Linked DNA regions of Mus musculus: all the other regions are linked to region 2. A link is a contact called in public HiCAR-type and promoter capture Hi-C data. All regions are on one chromosome and are shown on one strand. Each heading gives the region's core, a stretch centred on a gene start, on an enhancer-like site or on the middle of the called end of the contact. The rest is flanking DNA. Distances are from core to core; before and after follow the strand shown.

Region 1 (3,465 bases), core at 764-3,263, 2.2 Mb after region 2:
TCTTGCACGTACACAATCCTGCCGTGCCACGTCTATATTTAAATGGCCACTTTTTTGATCTGGTCATTCTAGAAGGCTTTTCCTCCTAACACAGGAACAGTCCTGGGTTCAGAAACTCTGCAGTTTCACCAGTCTTCAAGCATGAATTCACCCCCAGAGTCTGGCCCTAAATAACTTTTTAATTTGAATCAAGGGAGAGCTTTAGTGTGCTCGGTTTCTGGTTTAATGTGATATAAATCGCAGATGCACTTCCATGAATGGTTAAAGCAGCGACATGGCGATCATCAACACAAAACGTCCTGAACAAAACCATCGAAAGAAATAGGCTGGTTAATAAGATTTTTTTTTTTTTTTTTTTTTTGGAGAAAGCTTTGTGTTAAAAAGCAAAAAGGAAAACCAGCTGAAAGTGACAGTTAGTTCATGGCTAATAGGATCAGGGCAGCCTGGCAGGGCTGCACACTTCTCTTGGGGGAGGGTTCAATCGCACTAAAGAAATGAATGGGACATTTAACACATCTGTCATCTCGCCGAGCCAGAAACCGGGCAGTGGAGGCTCAGAGCCACCTCAGCACCATCACACGAAAGCCAAGAGAGGCTCTCCAGGATTTTGGTTGGAGACATTAAACTTAGGAAACCCTTTTCCCTGTGTGAACTTAGTTCTTCCTCGTAATTTTTATTCATTGCTCCCTTGCAGTGAACCCAGAAGCTGGCACAAATAAATGTGCAGGAGTTAAGCGCCTCGAAATAGCTGGAGTTGTGTCTGAACTTTCAAGGGCTCTCTGGCTTAAACAAAGAGTTAGGTGGTGAACGTCAATGTTTCTAAAGGTTGGGAAAAAGAGACCCTGACAGGTTTGCGCTAGCTACCGGAGGAACGGAGCTCTCAAGGTTTTGAGCCCTTCCCAAGTGGAATTCCCAGCCCGGTTAGGTTCAGGGCTCTGCCAGGCTCCTTCCTCCTTCAAGTGAACGGCCTTGCACTCTGGGCGGAGTCCCAAAGAAGTTCTCTGAAAACACTCTCTCTCTCTCTCTCTCTCTCTCTCTCTCTCCCTCCCTCCCTCCTCTCTCTCTCCTCTCTCTCTCTCTCTCTCTCTCTCTCTCTCTCTCTCTCTCTCTTCTCTCTCTCTCTCTCTCTCTCTCCCTCTCTCCCTCCCTCCCTCCTCTTTCCCCCTCTCTCTTCTCTCTCCCTCTCCCCTCTCCCTGCTCCCTCACTCCTTCCCTCCCTCTCTTCCTCTTTTCAGGTTATTGGGAATTAGAAATAAATAGTTTTCCCACTAACTTTGGAATTCAACTATTCTCCGGAAACAAAACAAAACAAAACAACACCCCTCAAATCTTCCCAACCCTGACGGACTGTCATCGGATGGCACCGGAGTTTCTATATTTCCAAGTCTCCCTGGGTGTGGGAGTGGGACTTCTAACCCATCCCTCGCATCTGCTCTACGAGTCCCATTGAGTGAGAAATAGCTGGAGACCGGTATGTTTTCATACTTAAGGGCTTGAAATTTTCCACACGGCCCCTCACACACAAGGGAGAGTTATTTTACCGATAGCCTGGAGATGTAGTTCTATGAATATTTATTGATTTATTTTCTAGTCTCAGCAGGAGGCCGCAGATAAATTTAGTGCGTTCTTTAAATAATTCCTTTTCTATGAGGCAAGATGTCATCTGAAACTTCTAAATAGGCATTTAATTAGCCCGGGTGTTGCTTCAGAACAAAAACCTCCAGCGAGAGCTTTGGGGACTCACTGTATAGCAGAGAGGCCGTCGATGCACAGCGTTGATGAGCGCCGGCCTTTGTTGCCGCCCCATTGTGAGGGCCATGCTTATGAAGACTAATCCAATCATAAATTGCATCCCTGAACCAATCAGAGAGCCTGGAGCCTCCCGCGAATGAAGCCCGAGTGGAGAACTTTGTTGAACTTCATTGTCAGAGCTGTCAGTTTTCAAAGAGCTGGAGCGGGCGGGCCACTATAAAACCATCTCCTGGACCGGAGAGCCACAGAAGACTCGCAGACGCCCAAGTAGGACGGTTACCAGGATACTGAGCCAAAGAGGGCATCGGGGGAGGGGCGGGAAGCCAGGCGCTTGCCCTCCGGCCCAGGGAAAGGGAGCTACTGCCAGACCCGCTCTAACCATGATGTTCCCCGGCCTCCTTGCGCCTCCCGCGGGATACCCTAGCCTCCTGCGACCCACGCCCACCTTAACACTGCCCCAGTCCCTTCAATCCGCATTTTCCGGCCACTCTAGTTTCCTAGTAGAAGATTTGATCCGCATCAGCCGGCCTCCCACCTACCTGTCCCGCAGCATACCCGCTGCCAGCCTGTCACCCCCCAGTCAAGAGGCCCCTGCAGCCCTCGCCGACTCGGGGACCTCAGACCTGGGCTCTCCTGGGTCCGGGAGCCGGCGAGGCAGTTCTCCACAGACCGCCCTCTCCCCTGCCAGCGAGCCCACGTTTCTGAAGTTTGGGGTGAATGCCATCCTTTCCTCGGCGCCTAGAAGAGGTAAGATACAGCCGTGCCCTCGACGTGCGTTCCGCGGCCTGACAGCCACTCAATCCTTCACAAACTTGTTCCTCCGCGCTTGTTAGTGCACATTTCCACGCAGGAACTCAGACCTCAAGGGCCAGGTTACTGATTATGAAACGATGGTACTGAGGTTTTAAGGGGAAGAAAAGTCTCAGGCCTTACGAGTATCCTCAAAATGAACTTGAGCCCCGGGCCAGTGAGTGCAGTTCCTTAGTCGGGCGTCTCAGCGCACGCGCTTTGGTGCCTGCGTTCCCGCCCTCAAGACTAGGAAAGAGACTTTTTGCTTTAAACCCAACAAGTACGTTTATTGTGTTGGTTTGTACTATTATGGATAGATCTGCAATAGCCCACCCCACCCCTCCCTATTTTCCTAAGTCTCTGGAATGGTGATGAAATGGGGGCACAAATGAGACGACGCTGCGCAAATTTATTTTACTTAGTGAATACGTTCTAAAAGATGCCTCTGATACCTGCTGCAGTGTGAATTAGATCGTGTACGCGATGCTCCACACAGTATTCAAACACATGATCAAATTCATTCTCTCTCTCTCTCTCTCTCTCTCTCTCTCTCTCTCTCTCTTCCCTCGCCCTACCAGAAACTTCGCCCGCTTTGCTGCAGAGCCCTCCTCCCAAGACGTTCGCCTTTCCATACTTCGAAGGCTCGTTCCAACCCTTTATCAGATCCTCCTATTTCCCAGGTAGGTCTCTTTCGTGTTTTTCCCGCTCCGGGCTGGACAGCCCGTTCCAGTCCCGGCCGGTCGCTCCCTACCCCGAAGTCGTATTTCTCCGTCCACCCCTCGGGGTTACGCTCTGGTTCAGAGGTTGCGAGGCGTACAACATTCACGAATCCGTCGCGCCAATTTGATACCCCATTTAGCACAAGCAGTGACTGCTTGACACTATGCACCAATTCCCTGCTCTACAAATTAGCAAGAATTGTCA
Region 2 (3,772 bases), core at 478-2,977:
GTTTGAATGAAATGCTATTTTAATAAAAGTTTGCTAACACTGGGCTTCCATTTTCTGTTCTTATTTACTACATATTGGGGATTTGCAGAGTGTGACCAGCAGGTGGAAGGTTGATCCTGGCATTCTCAGCATACAGTATTCACATATTACACTGACATTTTAACTTGTGTGATTCCTCTCACGTGATTTTCCACTATCCTCTGATGGTGCAAGTATTTGTGCAGCCTAAATCAAAGATCAGTCCATATAGCCTTTCAGTGCTCTCCTATCCATTTCCAATTGGTCTTTAAAATCACCATACCTGGCACTTTAAAATTACACAAAATCTGATTTGAATTACACTTACATGGGTTGGGAATCCTCCCAATGTCTGCCTCAAGTGCATAGGTTTCTTGAAATTAAAGTGTTTATCATCTTTCAGCCTCTACATAGATTGTTCCAAATTAAATGGAAAACTGGTTCGAAATCCAAAGTGCATTCTTCTGATGGGAAACTGTCGGAGGGATGCATAGCTACTTAATAAAAGATGGCTACTGTGAAACAAATAATTACTCACTGTGGTACTGAGATTTAACATAATATTGGTTTTGAAAAGGTGAGCACTGGTGAAGTTTCTCTGAACTGTCCCAGCCACTTGGAAATGAAGCTGTTTTGGACTTCTTTCTCACCCTGGATTAGATCTGGTTTTCACTCTGGTGGCTTAAGACTTATTAACGGTTCCCATGGCCTTGAAGCATTTCCAGGTGTATTCTTTGGGCATTCAGTTGAAAGGAAGGTTTAATGGGGCTTTCCCTAACATCTAAGATCTAGTGACTCTTATTTTTGTCTACCGCATTATGAAGTTGAAGTCTCTCTAAGGAACATTAGTGTTTCCTGTGGGACAGGGAAGCTTTAACTACATTTATCTCAACTGCGCCAGTCCTGTCCTTCACTGGCTATCACATCACGTGACTTAGTATTTAGTAAGTGGATGAACCAGTGACCTCTGTAATTCCTAATAGCTACCACCTGAAACTTTAAAACCCATCACACAGACTAAAATAAAATCACAAGGCCAAACACTATAGTCTGGGCTAATGGCTAAAAACTAAACAAAACTGGCTTAACTATATGTTCTGATAAGAATGCCCAGAACTATTCAGAGTCTAGCATAAATGTGTAGATTAATTTTGAGCTTAAACTTTCATTTATTGCATGGCTAGTAAGCCTCAGGATAGTGCTGCCAGTCACTAGGTTAGTCGAGGCAGGACTGCAAACTGAAAGGCTGCTTGCACAATTCAGTGATAGGTTTCCTCAGAATCAGTAAACAATATAAATAAGGAAAAAGGAAAAAAGCCCGGGAACTCACAGCACAGCGTGTGAGGGTCCTGGTTCCACAAGTACCAGGGAAACGGGCCATTTAAGAGCTTTGAGTTCGCAAGCAGATCACATCCGCACTGCTAATAATGATGAACATGGGTCCCCTTTCGGGGAAGCGCCTAAATGTCTACCACTGGCATTTTTAAAACAAAAGAGCACATAAAATCCTAGCGCTCAAACTCGCACTCACGCGTCCTCTCCCAGACCCAGAGTAAAAGCTTGGGACTTTGCCCTAGTTCATTTTCAGCGCCAATGTGCCCCGGAAACCATGGTGCGAGACTGACACGGCCGTCGTCCAATGGCACAGCACGCTGAGGCGGGCGCTCACGCTCATGTCCAATCGGCTCGCGCCTCGGGATGTCAGGGCGGAAGCGGCCGCCATGGAGCCGCTTGTGCAGCAAACCGAGCGATTCTCCGAGCTGTTGGCCGTGTCGTGTGGGTCGCTGGTGAGCACGTGGGACGCCGAAAAGGTGCGCAGGGCGCTGCAGTGGGCGCGTTATCTGCTCCACGTGTACCGACGCTTCGCGGGCCGCGGCCGCGTGCGGGAGGCGCTCGAGAGGCGGCTCCCCGCGCGGGGAGGGCCGCTCGGGCTGCGCAGCTTCGCGGCGCTGGAGTCCGGGGACGCGCGGCTCGCCCTCCGCCTGCTGCGGAACCGCGCGCTCGCGCCCGCCGCCGCCCGCGCGCTGCCGAGCTTGCTGTTCCCGGGCCCCGCCGCGGACCACCGAGACGACGTGCCGCAGTCGCGCCTGGTCCTCCTGGCGCGCCGCGGAAGCGCGCTGCGCCTGCTGTGCCGCCTCGGCGGGGACGCGCCCAGGAGCGCGCTGCTGCGCACGCACGCGGAGCTGCTGGACGCGCGCCTGCACGAGCTGGGCGGGGCCGACTCCGCGGCCGCGCGCAAACTCCTGGACACGTTGTGGACGCGCGGGCCGCGGGAGCACGTGCTCGACGTGACTGCCGAAGCGCTGCTGCTACGCGAGGAAGACCCGGAGCCAGCCCAGGCCACGGACCCTGCGGGTGCGGATGAGACACAGAAACTACTGCGCTGGCTTCTCGAAAGTCCCGAGGTATTGGCCGCTTTTTGCCGCCATCTGCCAGCCAAGCGCCTGGCCTCCGTGGCGGGCTGCCACCACGCACTGTCTCGCGCCTACCTGGACCTGCTCACAACGTGGGCCACGCGGCTGCACTATGATCTGCAAAAGGGTGCCTGGGTCCCTACACAGATGGAGGACATGCCCTGGGAAGAGCTGTGCCTAAGGCTGCAGAGCTTGTGCCATGCCCAGCCATTTCTGCAGGAAGAGGTGCTGGTGACCCTAAGGTCCCGCAAAGCCTTGGATGGAGATTTCGAGGTTCCTGGGATGAGCATCTGGACAGACCTCCTGGTGGTGCTTGAGTGTGGGATCGTGCTAGAGTAGATTCTCAGTTCCCAGGCTGGGCATCTGGACAGACCCTGTCCCATAGAGGGAATAACAAGCATACTTCTCACCAAAGCCTCTATGCACAGCATCCTGCTACTTCTTGACTATGCAGTTTACAAATTGTCAGTGTTCTCCCCAATTCCCTATATACATGCTCCCAAAACCTAATTATTCAGGGGCCAATTTTAAATGGTTCATAATATAAATATATATAATATGCACAATATCTATAAATTTATATATTATATAATATGTATTATATAGAGATTGTTTTTGTTCTGGTAATGGACCCAGGACCCTGCCTATGTTAGTGTTCACCACTGAGCTACATCATTAATCGTGAAAGAATTCTTAAAGCCATCGAATTTTCAGCTTGTTTCGTATAAAGCTAATTTGTAAGAATACTAAAACTAGATTCACCCTAAAAAGAAAAGGCAGCTTTACGTTTTCCAAGAAGGGTACTTTTGTATGATTTACTTGGTTCCTAACACTCTTCAGTAGTACAAAGTTTTATTCAACCAGCAACATGTGGTAGCATCATGTTAACTTCAAAGCTGACTGGGCTAGAGTTAGAGCCCTAAACTTGCTTTCTTTTACCTGTTTACCAACCTATGTGTGCATTAAAATTGCATTGCTCAGAAAATTTTGTTCTTTGTACAAGTCACTACTCTGAAATTCAAAATAACAGCAAATAGTTTAAAGCATTTCTTGAGTACCCACTTAAGTGTTTAGAGCACAGTAAGTGTAAACATACCCCTTTGGGTTATATGATGAAGGGATCTAGTAAGTTAAGAGAATCGAGACCACTTCTGCCATTTATCAAGTTAATAGCCCTAACCTGGGGTCATCAGGTGTTTAAATGTCTGATTCTGGTTTTCCTCATGTTTGCTGGATGGAGACTATTTTGAGTATTCTCTGACTAAGAACCCAACTTTATTCTAGGGAGGCAGAGGCAGGCACATCTCTGAGTTCAAGACCAACCTAGTCTACAAAGCAAG
Region 3 (3,693 bases), core at 273-2,772, 2.6 Mb after region 2:
TTCAAGCTAGGAGGAGGGTTAAGTTCAGGGCAACCACTCAGTATCCCTTGTCCTAGATCTCACAGCTGAGCCAGGTAGTACCCAACCCATCAAGGCACCAGGCCACTCCTTGGGGTTACAACCTGAGTATAGACACACATCACAACAGCAGATACCCATCCTCTTGGGGCCAAGCGCTCGGCACTGATGGCCCTTAACATTTCCAATGTCAGCATGCATTTTTTTGAAAGCACCCCTACACCTGCTCCAGCCCCATAGAAGCAGCTGGCTGCCAGCACGCCTTAGCTTTGCAGAGCTCCCCGGGAGAGCCTCTGGCACCCTGGCCAGCTAAACCCCTCCTGGCCACACCCACTGACCAATGTATCCTTCCAATCTGGCAGCATAAGGGGTATGCTTCCTCTCTCCAATCACATTATGGTAGCCTCTCCTCAAGGCAACCGTCCTCCTCCCTCATGAAGGATCATCCATCACTCCCACCCTGTAATAGTGCCCCAGCACATAGCACTGCTCACCTGGGTATCGAACCCGTTCTCCAGAGAGCTGCTCTTCAGCAACGGGAGCCCCTCCCCCGTCGGCTCCTGCAGCCCCTGCGATTTCAGGGGGATTTGGCTAGTGTAGGCCGTCTTGCTCACCTCCACCTTGCTTCCCAACTTAAGATAGCAGGGCTGAGGACCAGTCCGGGCCGGGGGCACGTGCAGGATGGGCGCGGCGCTGTGCACGGGTTTGGGCAGTCCCGATTTCATTTTGGAGGCTACCAGGATGGCCGGCATCTTCTCCCGGGGCTTTGGCTTTCCCAGCACGTCCCTGGCAGCGGCGGCGGAGGCGACCGCTAAAGGCAGCGCGGGCAGCCGAGTAGGCGCCGGGCCTCGGCCCGCGAGGCGCCCACCAACAGTGGAAGAAAAAAAAAAAAAAACCCAAAAAACAGAATCCCCGGGTCGGGGAACTGGGGAAATCCTGCGAGTGCGCCTGCCGGGTGGCGGGCTAGTCACTGCCCTCAGCAGGTCCCACCTGCGCGGATGTCGCAGCGGGAGGCCTGTTCAGAAGCTCTGGGTTCTCGGGGACCGCTGCCTCTGGCAATTCTTCTCCTGGGAAACCGAGGCGTGGACGCCCATATTAACTTGTCATTGCGTCTCCGAAGTGAGAAGGCTCCTTAGGAAGAGACACCGGCTACGGGGACGCACACGTCGCGCTCTGGAGCCTGCGGGTGTGAACCTTGGAGCAAAAGAGCAGAGGATGGGGAGACGGAGGACGCACGGAGCCCAAGACGTATCAACCGCGAAGCGGCTGTCACCCAGCAAACGCGCCACAGGGTCACCCGCGCCTAGGCAGACTCTGGGCGATCTCCGCAGACAGGTCTGTCTGGGCGTGACAGCCGATCACCGATGCTCACAAGCCCCTCGAACACCAAGCACCTGAGCTTCTGCGGCTCTGGCCATGCTCCGTGCGCTCCAGCGCAGCACGGCGGTGGTGACAGAGCGCGGGCACCAGGACGCGCAGCTGGCCAGGCTGGCAGCGCTGCGCTAAGCTGAGCTCGGGGGAAGGCAGCGCGGGCTGCAGGGCTGGACGCAGGGGAGGACCGGCTGCGGCGCGCGCTGACAGCCCGGGCCGTTCCCGCGCGCCTATTGGTTAGCCGCGGACCAATCCGCGGTCGCGACTCGCACTGCAAGGGGGCGTGGCCTCAACTCCGCGGGGCCGCCGCCGAAACTCTGGGGCCGCGCTTGGCCGCAAGTACAAAGCGAGCTGGTGGCCGCTCTGCGGCACGGCCCCGGCGCGCGCCTCCCCGCGGGCCGCCACCCCTGCGTCCCCGGAGCCGCCTTTGAAAACGCCGTTGGGTTGTAGATTCCCGCCTCCTTCCACCCCCAGGCATGTGTTGGGGAAATCAGTTTCTCTTTTTCAAATCGCTCGGGTCATCTCAACGGTTTGCGGGTTCCGGAGGCACGCCCCAACCTCTCTGCACCTCCATTGGGAATGACTGGGCGGGTCTCCTTGTCCCCCGCCTGAAGGACACTCCAGCCATTTCTTCTTTCCGGGTGGGCTCAGGGGCGTCCCAACAGCTTCCTCTGCGACATTCAAAGGTTGCACGTTGCACTTAAGTATTTGAAATATTTATAGGCTGATACAATGGCCGGGGAAGCTTCGCGCCCCAAGACAGCTCCTCCTTGCCACCTACCACAGACTGTAATTAGAGTGGCTTGGTGACCCGGGCAGGCTGAGGCTAAACCTGCCCTGGTTTCATGGTTTCATGAAGGCCTTCCTTTCTCTCTCTGACTCAGGGTCTGAGGACTGAAGGGAAAATAGAAAGTGCAGACAGGGTGCATGGGGCTGATCTTCAAGGACACCCACCTTAGAGATCAGTTTGGATTTGAATTGGGAAGTTCCTCCATCTTTATAGACCTAACACTGTGTCTCATGCAAGTCAAGTGGAGGTTTGAGTACTTTTCCCTAAAAGCACTGCCCAGCTAAATGAGATAGTGTCTGGCAGTGTAGGGGACCAGAAAAAAAAAATCTGTCTTTATTATTAATGAACCCACCGGAGTATGTCCCACTGTCATCTCTTTAAGCCACTTTTCTGTGTCTAGGACAGATGTTGTCACTTTCTTCCTATCCTATAGCCTGAAGTTGTAACATCCATAGGGTTGAATTTCACTCATCCTAATGATATGGGCTATATCATTCTCAAACTTACCTGGCAAAACTCTAATGTGGCCAGGAATGGGGGTGTAAGCTTGTAATTTCTGCTACTTTAGAGGCTGAGGCAGGAGGATCCCAGGTTGAGGTCAATTTAATGATCCTCTTTGTTCAAATAAAATGTAAAAAGGAGCTGGAGATGTAGCTCAGTGGTGGGCAGTTTGCTCGCTCCGCATCTGCCAGAATCTGTCTGATTCCAGTGTAAATAAATACTGTAAATAAATACCCAATCCTCGACTGGTTTTAGGCAGTGGAACCTCTGGGAGGTTGTAAGTACGTGACCGAGAGGTCCTCATGATGGGCCCAGTGCCATGTTAGAGGAGACACGATGAAGATGGATAACTTCTGATAGTGCAATGGCAGCCTTTCTGAATCCACAGAAACCACAGCCCTTGACAAGAATCTGACCATGGCTGCAGCCTGATCTCAGATCTCCAGCCTCTAGGCCTAGGAGAAAGAGGCATTTGTTGTTAAAGCGGCCCTGTCAACAGCATTTTGTGTTAGTAGCTTAAACTAAGAGCCCAGACTGAAGTAAAAGTTCAGTTTTCAAACAGCCCCTGGAGTGTTGAGATGTGACATGATACTCCCTGCTCCCATATTTCCCAGCCTGTTTGCAGGCCCTTTCTACCCTAGCTCGGGGGGGGGGGGGATGCACATAGCCTGGTTTAGCTCTTTAAATCACAAGTTTGTCCCTGACATGGTATACTCTGCCCTCGTCCATCTGGACAATCTCCTATGCTAGTATCTTGTTTTATTTAACATATTTATTGTTCCGAGCAGTCTCTTCTAAAGGAATAAATGTTTGGAAGAGCCGTCTTTTGACTTTCATGAGATTCTGTCAGAAGCAAGCAGAACGCTATGGACTGAAAAGCTACCCAGATTGTCACTGAATGGATGAGTGGTGCAGTTGCCTTTGAGTAAGAACGCCATGAGAAAGGGTTGTGGGACTTTCCTCCTTGAACTCTGATTCTTCACAGCTGCCTGAAGAGTTGTAGAAGGGCAGTC
Region 4 (3,505 bases), core at 835-3,334, 2.1 Mb after region 2:
CTCTATCTCGCCCTCCCTCCCCCTTCCTCCCTCCTTCTCTCTCTCTCTCTCTCCCATGGCCAGTCTGGCCTCCAACACCCACATAACTGAGGCTGACCTTGAGCTTCATCCTCCTGCCTCTACCTCCCAAGTGCTAAAATTACAGGTATGCTCCACCACATCCAATCATAGTGTGCAAGAGACTGAACCAGGGACCTTCACTGTGCCAAGTGAGCACTCCATCAACTGAGCTGCATCCCCAGCCTCCTGTGTTCTCCTCTATGGTATTTCTAGCCTCCACTGAGATTGGCAAGCTAAGAGAGGCGCCACTGGCAGAAACAGAAGCAATTTTGAGGCTAGCCTATCCTCCTTAGAGAAACACTGTCTTAAACCTAAGCCACTCTATCTAAGAGCAGAAGAATGCCATCAAACGTGCAGTGTTCCATTACCGTCACACAGGAGTTCAGATGCTATCTTGGGTTGTCACTACCTTTAGTTCCCTCTGAAGGATTTTCCTGGCATGATACATACTATATACTAAAGAAAAATTAAATTAAACACGGCCTGGTTAAGAGGAGTGCCACCAAGTCTCTGCTCTCAAAGAAAATTGCAATCTTAGGCTCCACTGTCCAGGAATCTGCACAGGGAGGGTTCAGGAAACCAGACTGTGGGGTTCACCCAGCACCCACCTGAGCCCAAGCAGAGATGTCTATTTTAATCAGCAAGTTCTGATGCACCAGGCATTGGTAAAACAAAACGACCAGGAAATCACGGAAATCAAGGACCTGCATTTGCAAGTGTGCACACTAGGCAAAAGTGGGGCCCATGGGAGACTGCTTTGAGGTCCCAGCAGCACACTACGCTGTTTAATTTGCTGCAGTTGATAGGTAACTCTTGTTTACTGGAGAACAGAATGTCCACGACTCTCCAATTTAAGATACTTGGGCATCATTTCCAGATGGAAGTCTGGCATTACCATTTGCTGTAACTTCAGGAAGCCAGTATGTGTTTACAAACACACAAGTCTGGGGAGTCAGGGGCTGTGGGGTGGATTCCTGCTTGGGAGAAAAGTCCTTGTCACACTTTTCCATTCTGATATTGTGAAACACACTGGTAAGCAAAATGTGCAAGCAGTGCGCTCTAGGAACTATAAACAGCGCCTTTCTCTGACTACCATACCCCATTCCAATCTAAGTTCTGAACACAGGACTGCATTGCAGGACGCTAGAGTGTAAAAGGCAGGCCTACAAGCCAGTCACAACCCAGGGATTAATGGAAGGGCTCTTCTAAATCCATCGTGCCCAATTTTGATGATTTCTATGTCTCCACCACCACCTGGCCTTTGGATAATGGACACCTTCCCCTCAGCAAAATGGTTGCAGCTACATTCCCTTTTAGCCCCAGCTCAAATACCCACCACATTTTTATAAGCTTCCTCCTCGAAGGTGAGCTTCCTCCGACCAATGAGCGTTACTTTGGAAAACAGGTTCTGTCCCAGGATTTCCTTTAAAAGTACTTTGCCAGTTTCCCCGCTGGCGCCCAAAATAAAGACGGATTTATTCTGCATCTTGAAGTCTTCCCGAAGCTTCGGCAGTGCTTCCTTGTCCGCCATGCTGGGGAAACAACACCCGTGGGTCCTGTCTCAGAGTGCTAGGTGACACTCTTTACCCTGGGGGACAAGGGTTGTTAACTGTTGGGCAGAAGAGACTCACTCTACACAGTCCCAACCCTAGGGAAGTGCTGAGTCACAGCTCAGACAGTGGCCAATCCGAGCACCTCACAGGTGCCCGGCTGGATGAGCCCAGGTTGTCTCTATGCCACCAAGCCTCGCAGCCCACGGTAACCCAGCCTGCTTGGGCAGGGCTGCAGGGCCCGGCTCCATTCCCTACCCGGGGTTACCTGGGAGCAGCCCCGGACCCCTCGTCCCCACTCTGCAACAGTAGCATTGAAGCCACCAGCGCGGCTACGACCGTGCCCAGCACCGTGGGACCGAGCATCTCGCCGCCTGCAGCCCCGCTGTCTCCCCTCCCGGCAAGGAGCCCCAAGAGGTCCAGCCGGAGCCTACCGGCCGCGACGTCTTCCGGGTGACAGCGCGCTCGCGGCCCCGCCCCACCGAGGGCTGGAGCTGAGCGCGGGACCCGCCCCTGCGCGGGAGCTGCACCCAGGGCTCGAACCACACTCCCCGGGGCTGAGCTGCAGCGGGGCGGGGCGTGGGGGGGGCGTGGGGCTGTGCTTCACCCCAGCACAGATCTCCTCCCTCCGTCCCCCATAACCCTAGTTGCAACCGCGTTCTTCCTAACCACCTGGGGCCAGAGCCTTCAGATTTTAGATAAAAGGCATCCCGGACTTGACTCTTGGTCCCCAAATCATCTCATTCTCCTCGTTAAAAACTAGTCTCTTCTTAGGCTGGGGACGTAGCATGTAGCTCAGTTAATCAAGCGCTTGCCTGGCATACGCAGAGCCCTGGATAAAGTTGGATGTGGTGGCACAAGCAGGCAATACCAGCAAGGATGATTCTCCTTGGAAACAGAATGTTCTGAGTTCTAGGACACCCTGAAATATATGAACTTCTGTCTCAAGAGCGAAGGAGGACTTATTGGGAGGAAGCTCTCAAAACAGAGGTAGGAGAGGCTAGTACCAGGTGAGTAAGATCAAAATATATAAACATGAAATTGTTAGTAAAGCAAGACATAAAAAGAAGAAGAAGAAAAAAAAGCCTAGCTCCACTTAAGCTCTATGAAAAACAAAACTCTTTCTTGCCTCTTTAAAGACACATATCCTATTCCCTCAAGCCAGAAGCTAGGGGGGCTCCTTTGACCAGTTTTCAGGTTGATCTCCCTGCCCAGGTGCTGGCCCCCTTCTGGATGGTTGCGGTAGGAAGAGTTTCCAAACCTGATCCAATTCACAACAGGATCAATGGTTAGAACACAGCTATCCACACTGGGCATGCCCTGGATTTTGGATGCATAGAGATTAGAATACTATGACTCTGAGATACTTTCTAAACTGCATTTATTTTGTGTGTGTGTGTGTGTGTGTGTGTGTGTGTGTGTGTGTGTGTGTAGAGGTGTTATGACCGGTGTATGAAGGTCAGAGGGCCCCTTGCAGGATTCAGTTCTCTCCTTCCATGATGTGGGTTTGCCTTGATCTAACTCAGCCTCTCCCAGACTCCCTCTCCCAGAGTCAAGTCCAGGATGTGATCCTGAGCTAAGAAGGATGGGCTGTGAGTGTGATGCTCCATCGCTCCATCTAGAAGCCAAATGAAAGGTACTTTCGCCCCCGCCTTGCTGGTTGAATGTCATTATATGAAAATCTGGCCTAGGCGTGGCATTCAAATACTTCCACACAGGTTTTTCCACTCTGGGGAGCAATACAAAGATGCAATGAAGACTAGGGGTGGAGCCCTGCTGGGCAAGGACAGGGAGATTAGGATGATGGGTAGCATCCTGTGAGCCCCTGCCCTGGCTTGCCTGCCTTAACCGCTGCCTGTTTGCAGGGGCTGTGTTGAGCGCTTCCTGTTTATTCT

The links. Promoter capture Hi-C pulls out the DNA fragments that hold promoters and counts their contacts. HiCAR-type assays count read pairs that join an accessible place to other places.
Region 1: a contact with region 2 is called in a promoter capture Hi-C map of pre-B cells, with 4 times the contacts expected there. The contact joins the promoter of Dbx1 here to the promoter of Fancf in region 2. A contact is called at or near these places in 5 of 39 promoter capture datasets (the C10 cell line, cranial neural crest, hippocampal neurons and 2 more) and 2 of 115 datasets of contacts at active chromatin or transcription factors (astrocytes and large pre-B cells).
Region 3: a HiCAR-type map of astrocytes shows a contact between it and region 2, with 2.9 times the contacts expected there. The contact joins the promoter of Nav2 here to the promoter of Fancf in region 2. A contact is called at or near these places in 1 of 39 promoter capture datasets (pre-B cells), 1 of 115 datasets of contacts at active chromatin or transcription factors (astrocytes) and 1 of 9 other capture datasets (liver).
Region 4: a contact with region 2 is called in a promoter capture Hi-C map of pre-B cells. The contact joins the promoter of Htatip2 here to the promoter of Fancf in region 2. A contact is called at or near these places in 5 of 39 promoter capture datasets (cranial neural crest, frontonasal cranial neural crest, maxillary cranial neural crest and 2 more), 1 of 484 Hi-C or Micro-C datasets (CD4 T cells) and 3 of 115 datasets of contacts at active chromatin or transcription factors (astrocytes and embryonic stem cells).

Annotation. Positions count from the first base shown.
Region 1 is chr7:49,635,383-49,638,847 of GRCm38.p6, reverse strand. It overlaps Dbx1 (developing brain homeobox 1), which reads left to right and starts at 2,013. Exons shown (of 4, transcript NM_001005232.1): 1 at 2,013-2,499; 2 at 3,120-3,221. The coding sequence starts at 2,133.
Region 2 is chr7:51,860,222-51,863,993 of GRCm38.p6, reverse strand. Fancf (Fanconi anemia, complementation group F) reads left to right here and starts at 1,727. Exons shown (of 1, transcript NM_001115087.1): 1 at 1,727-3,417. The coding sequence starts at 1,740. The coding sequence ends at 2,771. It also overlaps a transcript of Gas2 not described here.
Region 3 is chr7:49,244,018-49,247,710 of GRCm38.p6, reverse strand. It overlaps Nav2 (neuron navigator 2), which reads right to left and starts at 1,522. Exons shown (of 39, transcript NM_175272.3): 1 at 513-1,522. The coding sequence starts at 770.
Region 4 is chr7:49,757,685-49,761,189 of GRCm38.p6, reverse strand. Htatip2 (HIV-1 Tat interactive protein 2) reads right to left here and starts at 2,084. Exons shown (of 6, transcript NM_016865.3): 1 at 1,879-2,084; 2 at 1,397-1,592. The coding sequence starts at 1,976.